2 separate regions of the Pan troglodytes genome follow, and region 1 is linked to region 2. A link is a contact called in public HiChIP or PLAC-seq data. All regions are on one chromosome and are shown on one strand. The core of a region is the stretch at or near the end of the contact, and the rest is flanking DNA. Distances in the headings are between cores, read along the strand shown. Region 1 holds the start of GNB4 (G protein subunit beta 4). Region 2 holds the start of PIK3CA (phosphatidylinositol-4,5-bisphosphate 3-kinase catalytic subunit alpha).

Evidence for each region. HiChIP or PLAC-seq counts read pairs in DNA pulled down with a chosen protein or histone mark.
Region 1: an H3K4me3 HiChIP or PLAC-seq map of stem cell-derived excitatory neurons shows a contact between it and region 2, with 4 times the contacts expected there. The contact joins the promoter of GNB4 here to the promoter of PIK3CA in region 2. A contact is called at or near these places in 1 of 7 Hi-C or Micro-C datasets (stem cell-derived neural progenitor cells) and 1 of 1 datasets of contacts at active chromatin or transcription factors (stem cell-derived excitatory neurons).

What each region holds. Positions count from the first base shown.
Region 1 is chr2:182,627,189-182,630,987 of NHGRI_mPanTro3-v2.0_pri, reverse strand. It overlaps GNB4 (G protein subunit beta 4), which reads left to right and starts at 1,640. Exons shown (of 10, transcript XM_001168001.7): 1 at 1,640-2,074.
Region 2 is chr2:182,328,177-182,332,002 of NHGRI_mPanTro3-v2.0_pri, reverse strand. It overlaps PIK3CA (phosphatidylinositol-4,5-bisphosphate 3-kinase catalytic subunit alpha), which reads right to left and starts at 1,711. Exons shown (of 21, transcript XM_024355822.3): 1 at 1,575-1,711.

The sequences.
Region 1 (3,799 bases), core at 391-2,890, 300 kb before region 2:
TCGGTGGCTCACGCCTGTTAATTCCAGCACTTTGGGAGGCCGAGGTGGGCGGATCACTTGAGGTCAGCAGATTGAGACCAGCCTGGTCAACACGGTGAAACCCCGTCTCTACTAAAAATACAAAAAAACAGCTGGGCGTGGTGGCTTGTGCCTGTAATCCCAGACTTGGGAGGCTGAGACACGAGAATCGCTTGAATCCTGGAGGTGGAGGTTGCAGTGAGCTGACATCACATCACCGCACAGTGACTCCGTCTCAAAACAAAAAAACAAAAAAACAAATAAAAAAAAGAAAGAATGTGGGCTTTGGAGTTGATCCAATCTGATGTCATGCAGGGCTCTACCAATACCTTCGTGACTCTCATAAATTAATCTTACCAGGGCATCAGTTTGCTTATCTGTAAAATGGGGATAAAATTCACACTTCAAGGTAATTATGAGGATTAAGTACAGTATAAGAAAGCAGAGAGCATGGTCCGTAATAGGCACTCTTTAACAATTTCCCTTTGCTTCCTCCTAAAAACGACAATGATAAAACTCAGGATTTAATCATTAAAACATAAATAGTTACAGATGCAAAACACTCATGTCCCAACGAGCTCTTCTGACACTTTGATATGCAGAATATTTGGCATTTCTTTCTTCTTAATGGAAAAATGCTCCTAATATTAGTAAAAATGAAAATTTTGGGGGAAAAATTATCCACAGTTTATCTGTGGATAAAGAAAATAGAAACAGCTGCTTCTATTTTTGTCATGGCCTGGCTTTTATACAAAACGGTCACATTTTCCCCACAGTCACAAACAGGGTGTGTTTATCATGGCATCACCTCTTTCAAGGGACTAATAGATTTATTCCAGGTGATAGTGGGAAGCAGCTACAGAAGGAGGATTGGAAGGCTGAGGGGGTGTTAAAGTTATCTGATGATATTGTTCGAACCTTTCTCCGGCACAGAAACTCCACAAAGAACTCCTCTGCAGTTTTCGCTACCCAGGGCTGTTTCTTTAAATTGTTTGACGTCAGAGAAGGAATGCTATAGCAACAGTCTGTCAAACTGGAATTAACTCAGAAGAAAAATGGGGGTGGGGAGAGGAAAAATGCTCCCAGGCGGTACTGACTTCAGAGGAAGCAAACTGGATAGATGCATTTATTTTATGACATTTTAAACATAAAACACCCAGATACATGTGGAAAAAAAAAAAAACTCGATTGAGATGCATGTGGTGTTTAACTCATGCGGAGAAGAGCGACTTGGCAGGGATATCTGGAAGGCCTTCCAGTTTTATCAATGACAATAGGAACAATAACTTCCAAGTATTGGCCATTTATTTGGAGGCAGGCTTCGTGCAAACATCACTTCATTTAATATGCTTAGCACCTTTATGAGGCAGGTATCAGTATCTTTATTTTGGCGATGACGAAACTTAGGCCCGAGACGGTACACGGTCCTATAACTAGTGATGGAAGAGCGGGGACTGCAACGCAAGGTTGTGCAACTCTGGGCTTCAGTTTACTTTCTGACATTTAGAATTCCGGAATGGGAAACCTAAATGGGACCTTTGGGGTCTTCTAGCTCTGCCCTTCGATCCTGCTAACAAGCAAACTGGCGCCTGTCACCGCCGGAAAGGAAACTGGCCACGCCACTTAGACGGGCGCTACTTAGCAGCGTGCCCCGGCGCCACACCAACAAGAAAACGAAACCGCCCGGGAATGAATGTTTTTCTTCTCCTTCTGGCAGGAAACGAGAGAGAAAATAGGAAGCAGAAGCTGCGCGCGGCGCCCGCTCCCTTCGCCCCCCGCCCGGGCTGCGCGCGCTCCGAGGGTCTGCGCGTCCCCGGCACGTCCCCGCCGGGCCCGCGCGCCTCATGCCTCGCGCCTCGCGCCTCCAGCCACGTACCCGCCCCGGCTCCGGCGCGCCGCGGAGTTGGCTGCTGGGAGGTGCGGGACTGGGTGTGGCCGGCGGCTCTGGTCTCGGTGGTGCGCTGTGCTCTCCACGCCGGCTTCGCGCTCCAGGGGCTGCTGAGCGTCCAGCGGACCCCGGCAGCGCGCGGTCGACGCGGGCCTGAGCTCCCTCCAGGTAGGCGGCGAGCTCGCGAGCGGCGGCTCGTCGGTGCGCCCCGCAAAGCGATCCCGGGCTTCTCGCAGGGACGTGGGGCGCCGCGAGCCACCCCTGAGGAACGGGGCCCGGGTGACGGCGCGGGGCGGGGCGGGTCTCCCCTGGCTCCGAGACTGAGGGCTCGGGCGGCCGACGCTGCCCGGGAGGGACGGGGAGGGCGCGCCTGTGTCGCGCCCCGCTGCCGCGCGGGAACTGGCCCCACGACCGCCGGCGCAGGCACTTCCCGGGCGGTCCAGACCGCTCGCCCCGGGCAGCGAGGAACGGTCGGCGGTCCAAGTCCTGCAGACCCCCCGGGTTTCTCGTCACTCCCCGAGGCCTCCTTCCAGGAACTCAGAGCACGAACCCGTGCGTGCCCCCAAAATAGCGGGTATTCGGGACTGCCCAGCAGGGCTGTTGGGTGGAGAGTACTGGGAAGACTCATAAAAGTTCTACGCTGAGTCCAAAATTAGTCCAGTGGTTTTGTTTCCGATTTATTTTGGAAATGATATAATGTCCAGAGTTTGAGGATGGGAGGGGATTGATGAATTTTGAATACTTGTGAGTTCAGTACAATAAAAAGTGTTTTCCTTTTCTCTCCACCTTTTTCTGCTTCAGAACACGGATGATTGCCATATACTTTGATATGTATTGCTATTCGCTAAGGGAACATTGAATTTTCAAAAGTTTGAAACCAGGCTTTCATTTGTTTATACAAGCAATACTTTGTTATTTTGCGTCTCCTTGTGTTCCCTTTTCTCCCACTCCTTCCCTTTCTCTTTCCATAAAGGATAAGGATGCATCTTTCTCCCTCTCAGCCACCGACAAAGTAGCTTGGCGTGTGGATTAGCGGGAAGTTTTCTTAAAACGTTCAAAATTTAATTGTTGATTAGAACTTTTATTATGAGTCCGTCTCAGTGTTGCAAACAGAGTTTATGACCATTAAGTACATCTTCTAGGACAGAGACAGAACACACGCTACTTAATTTAAGATGGGAGGGAAGTTATTTCTAGTCGGAGAGGAGGACGGCTGATTAGGTGCATTCAACATTGTGTGCTTCGAGTCTCTGCCATTGTTCATTTTAATACTCTTCAGTGTGGGGCTTTTGGTTTACTACTGATCCTAGGCTCTGAAAATTTACTGTATATTTCATTATGTGGCTTAAAGACATTTTAAGATTTTCCATGTTGCATTTTGGTTTGTAGATGAATTTGAAACTGAAATAGAAACTTTTAAAATATCATCTTATTGAACGTTGTCAACCCTCTGTATATACATTTATAAAACTGATTGATACAGCTTGTGATATTTTAGGTTGGTTCAACTCTTTGTGGGCCCATAAACATTATTTAGGAAGTTATTCCGAGTCTTTGGCCTTTGTTAACCTGTAGAATTGTTTCTTTTAAACAATTGGCATGTAAGTATGTCAGCACATACTTTTACACTTTAAAAATAGACTCTGGGGCAATTTGAAAATTAAGAATTGGAACTAAGTGTTGGACATTCTTCTGCCCTTACCAAATACTGCCTGAGATGGTGTGATTTCTCTTAGGCATGTTATTGAAGTCAGCTGGCTGTATCATCAGTTTCTTTACCTTGCTGACTATTTTAATCTGCGTCTGTTATGGACTTATTTATTAAAATATCTCTTCTGGGCTGGGGCAGTGCTGTAAGTTATTCTACTTATATCTCACAGTAACACCATTATC
Region 2 (3,826 bases), core at 462-2,961:
CACACACGTAAACACACAGTCCTCTTCAGATAATTTTGGCTGATGACACTGCAGAACAGTTAATCTGATAATTAAAATTTTCCAGAACATGTGATGTTTAGATGGAGATCTATGCTGTCAACCGGACCTCAGTGCTTCAGTTAAAAGAAAAAAAAAAAAAAAACCAAAAACTTAAAACCTGAATACAAAGACACGTTAAATTGTTAAGACTGTAGTTGCTTTGAAAGCAAAGTGTTTTGATTTATCCAAACTAACTTAGCAACACGGTATTTTGAGTATTTTCCAGAAGTTTTCTTAAAACACGCAATCCAGCACATAAACAAATTTTGTACAGTACAATGTAAGCAAATACTCAGAAAAATTCAATTTCTAAGCAGGATAACATATGACCAATATTGCCCTCAGTGGTTCAAAAGTCGCAGTAGAAATAATCCCCTGAGATAACCTGGAATTTACCTACCCAAGTATTCTAAGGGGTTCTCCCCGGCCACACAAACTATGATTCAAAACATCGTTCCGAAAACCCAGGTCCTGCATGTGCACAAAGGCGCAGTGCTGGAATGAGGAAGCTTCACCAAGATGAAATCACAACTCTAATTCATTAAAGAATATGCAGACTGTTTTCTAGAAAGCCCCTCTTGTTGCGCTCCCTTTACCCTATCCTTTATTTAACCATGTAAACAGTCTCAATTATTGACATAAAAAAAATAGCTTTCGATTCCCAAGTCTGGTAACATGGTTGGCCACCATCACTATTCCTTTAGCATCCTAAAATAACCCCCTCGAGCCGAGGTCAAAAACACGCCGGCTGAACGTCTGGTGTTTACATAGCCCAATCCCGGGCCCTACCCTACCTTTCCGAGCCACTTAGGAGCCATGGAACAGGCATCACATAATACACTTAGTAAAGAGACAAGTCACATGAGTCAGTGTCTCAGGTCTATGAATGAAAGATCTAAGCGTTTGTCTCAGCTAAAAGGAAAAAACAACCTCGAAAGGAAGGGTGGGAGGGGAGCTGGCGGGGGTGAGGGGAGCGGTGTTCCTTCCATACCCCTGCCGGGCGATTTAAACCCAGTAAGAGGCAAACGCAGGGCCGCCAGGCTGGCGGGGCCGGAGTCCTCGGGCGTGACAGCCCCTCAGGAAAAGCTCGCGGTTTCGCGCCCGCGTCCCTTGAGCCGCGGTCCTCGCGGCAGCCCCTCCACCCGCGGGCTGGGTGGGCGTGCAGGGCGCGGGAGACGGAGCCACCGCGGCCGGGGCGGCGGCCCTGGGCGCACTTCCTCAACCTCCAGCCGCCCCGTCCCCAAAACTGGGAGTAGAAGCAAAGGAAGAGCGAGGCGGCAGCCAGAGAGAAAGGAGAGGGAGCGGCGAGCCCTCGCCTCTGCAGCTGGGAGAGGCCAGAGGCAGGCGAGGGAGAGGGAGCGGCGATCGCAGGCGAACTCCGCCGCGGGCCGACGCTGGGAGACGACCAGCCCGTAGCCCCCGCCCAACACGGCGGGCGCGCCCGGGAGTCTCCGGCACCCACCCGGTCCCCATTCCCACCGCACCCGCTCCCGGCCAGTCCGCGCTCTACTCACGCTCGGGGCTCTTCCAGGCTCCGCGGCTCTAACCGCATCGGGTGCCAGCCCCGCGGGCGGCGGCGGCGGCGCCGAGGGAGAGGAGAGCGGGCGGCACGGCCCCCGCCTCCCGGCCCCTCTCCCCCGCCGCTCCGGAGCTGCCCGGCCGGGCCCGAGCCCTGCCTCGCCGGCGGCCCCAGCCCCAGTCCCAGCGGCCGCGGCAGCAGCAGCCCGACACCTCAGCGGCCGCAGCGGCGGCACCGGAACTGCCGCTTTCTACTTCTCGCTCCTTCTCCTCGCTAGCCCCCGCCACACGCCCCCGCCCCCGACTCCTTTCTCCGTCGCCCCTGTTTTTTTTCCTTTTGTTTCCAGAATAAACTTTATTGGTCTCTTTTTCCGCTCACATCGTGTAAACAAACAACGAACTCTTCCCCACCCCCTCGCCCCCCCCCCTCCTCCGGCAGAGGAGGGTAAGAGCTGAGGAGGGGCAGAGCCTACAATCCCCCGGAAGCAGATGCGCAAAGAAGCGGAAGTGAAATTGAGGCGAGGAGGAGCAGGGAGTGGGCAAATAGGGTAACAATATGTGCTACTGCGCCTGCGTCTTGCTTTTCCGCCCGAAGTTTATGTACAGTTGGGGCTGCTCTTCTGACGTTTGTTTAATGATCCGTCTTCTGCAGTAGTGAGGGTGTTGTGTCATCCTAGGACAGCGTACATGTAGTATATTTGTTTCTACGAGCAGCAGGCGAGCTGGGGTAGAGATATAGAAAGGAATATTGGGAGCAAGTGGGTTATTTCACTTTTACACCCATAGAGGAAACGAGATTAGTTCGGGGGTGAGAGGAGGTGCGGTGGCTAACCGCCGCTGTCAGTGGCTAACCAGCGTGGTTATGGATTCTATAATAGAAAGAATGCTTTTTACAAAGCGTTGCTGTGCGTTCTTCTGCCGACACGGTTTAAGTTGTATACCATCCCGAAGGCGGAATGCACTGTCACAGCCCTCTGCAGTCCTTTGACTCACTTCGTGGAGACCTTTTGCTATGCCCTCATTTTTTTTTAAATCGAATTCTGATTCGAAGCAGCTTGTAGGATTCAATTCTAACTATTCAGAAGACGTGGGGGATTTTTCGCGTAATGCCAACAGAGACTTCAGAAATGTCATATAGTCTATAGATTTGATTCAAGGTAGTGTCTTGGTGCTGCGTACCTTAGAAGTCTGTTTGCTTGAGAGTAAATCAATCTGTTGACTTTTGAGATTACTACTGATAAAGGTTCGGTACTGTGCGTTTTTCTCCCCCTACTGGTCTTTTGTTGTAATATTGGAAAAGCGTAGGAGCAGTGATTAGAAGTCTGAGATACAAGTACTCCAGCATCGGTTCCTCCTTGAATTTTTAAGTAATAGAGGGCTTGGGAAGTGACCCATCCTAGAGATGTTACAGTCCTACTTGTCCTCTAGAGCAAAACTCTGACCAATAACAACAGTCTTCTCGAACACCGCACGTCCGTCCATACCCCAATGGTAAATGAGATGGATCTGTTCCTCTTTGTGGTCGTAGTTTCACTTGACTGTATTTTTTTCTTTTCTGTGTTTTCTTTCTTTCGTCCTTTTTCTCCCTTTAGCTCGGGTTTTCATCTCACATTCCAGGGGTTTGTGTTTCTAAATGTTTTTCTCGAAGCAATGTTCTTCAACAGTTTTAGAACACTGTTACTCCAGAGTACAGATTTTTTTAAAAAAGGAACACTGAATTGCTAGTCAAAGTAAATTTTAAGGCAATATATCCCAAATTGTGTTTCAAGCACAGAGTTATATGAGATATTAATAAGTAGACCTTGGTGGGGAAAAATATACTAGGGATATTTTTCCTTATAAAATTTATTTTTTATTTATTATTATTATTTTTTTGAGCCAGAGTCTCACTCTGTAGCCCAGGCTGGAATTCAGCGGTGCAGTCTCGGCTCACTGAAGCCTCTGCCTCCCGGGTTCAAGCGATTCTTCTGCCTCAGCCTCCCAAGTAGCTGGGATTACAGGCACCAGCCACCATGCCAGCTAATTTTTGTATTTCTTAGTAGAGACGGGGTTTCACCATGTTGGTCAGGCTGGTCTCAAACTTCTGACTTCAGGTGATCCATCCCCCTCGACTTCCCAGAGTGCTGGGATTACAGGCGTGAGCCACCGCACCTGGCCTATTTGTGATTTTTAAAAATGTTTTATTTTTTGTAAAGACAGGGTCTTGCTTCGTTGCCCAGACTGGTCTCCAACTCCTGGGCTCAAGAGA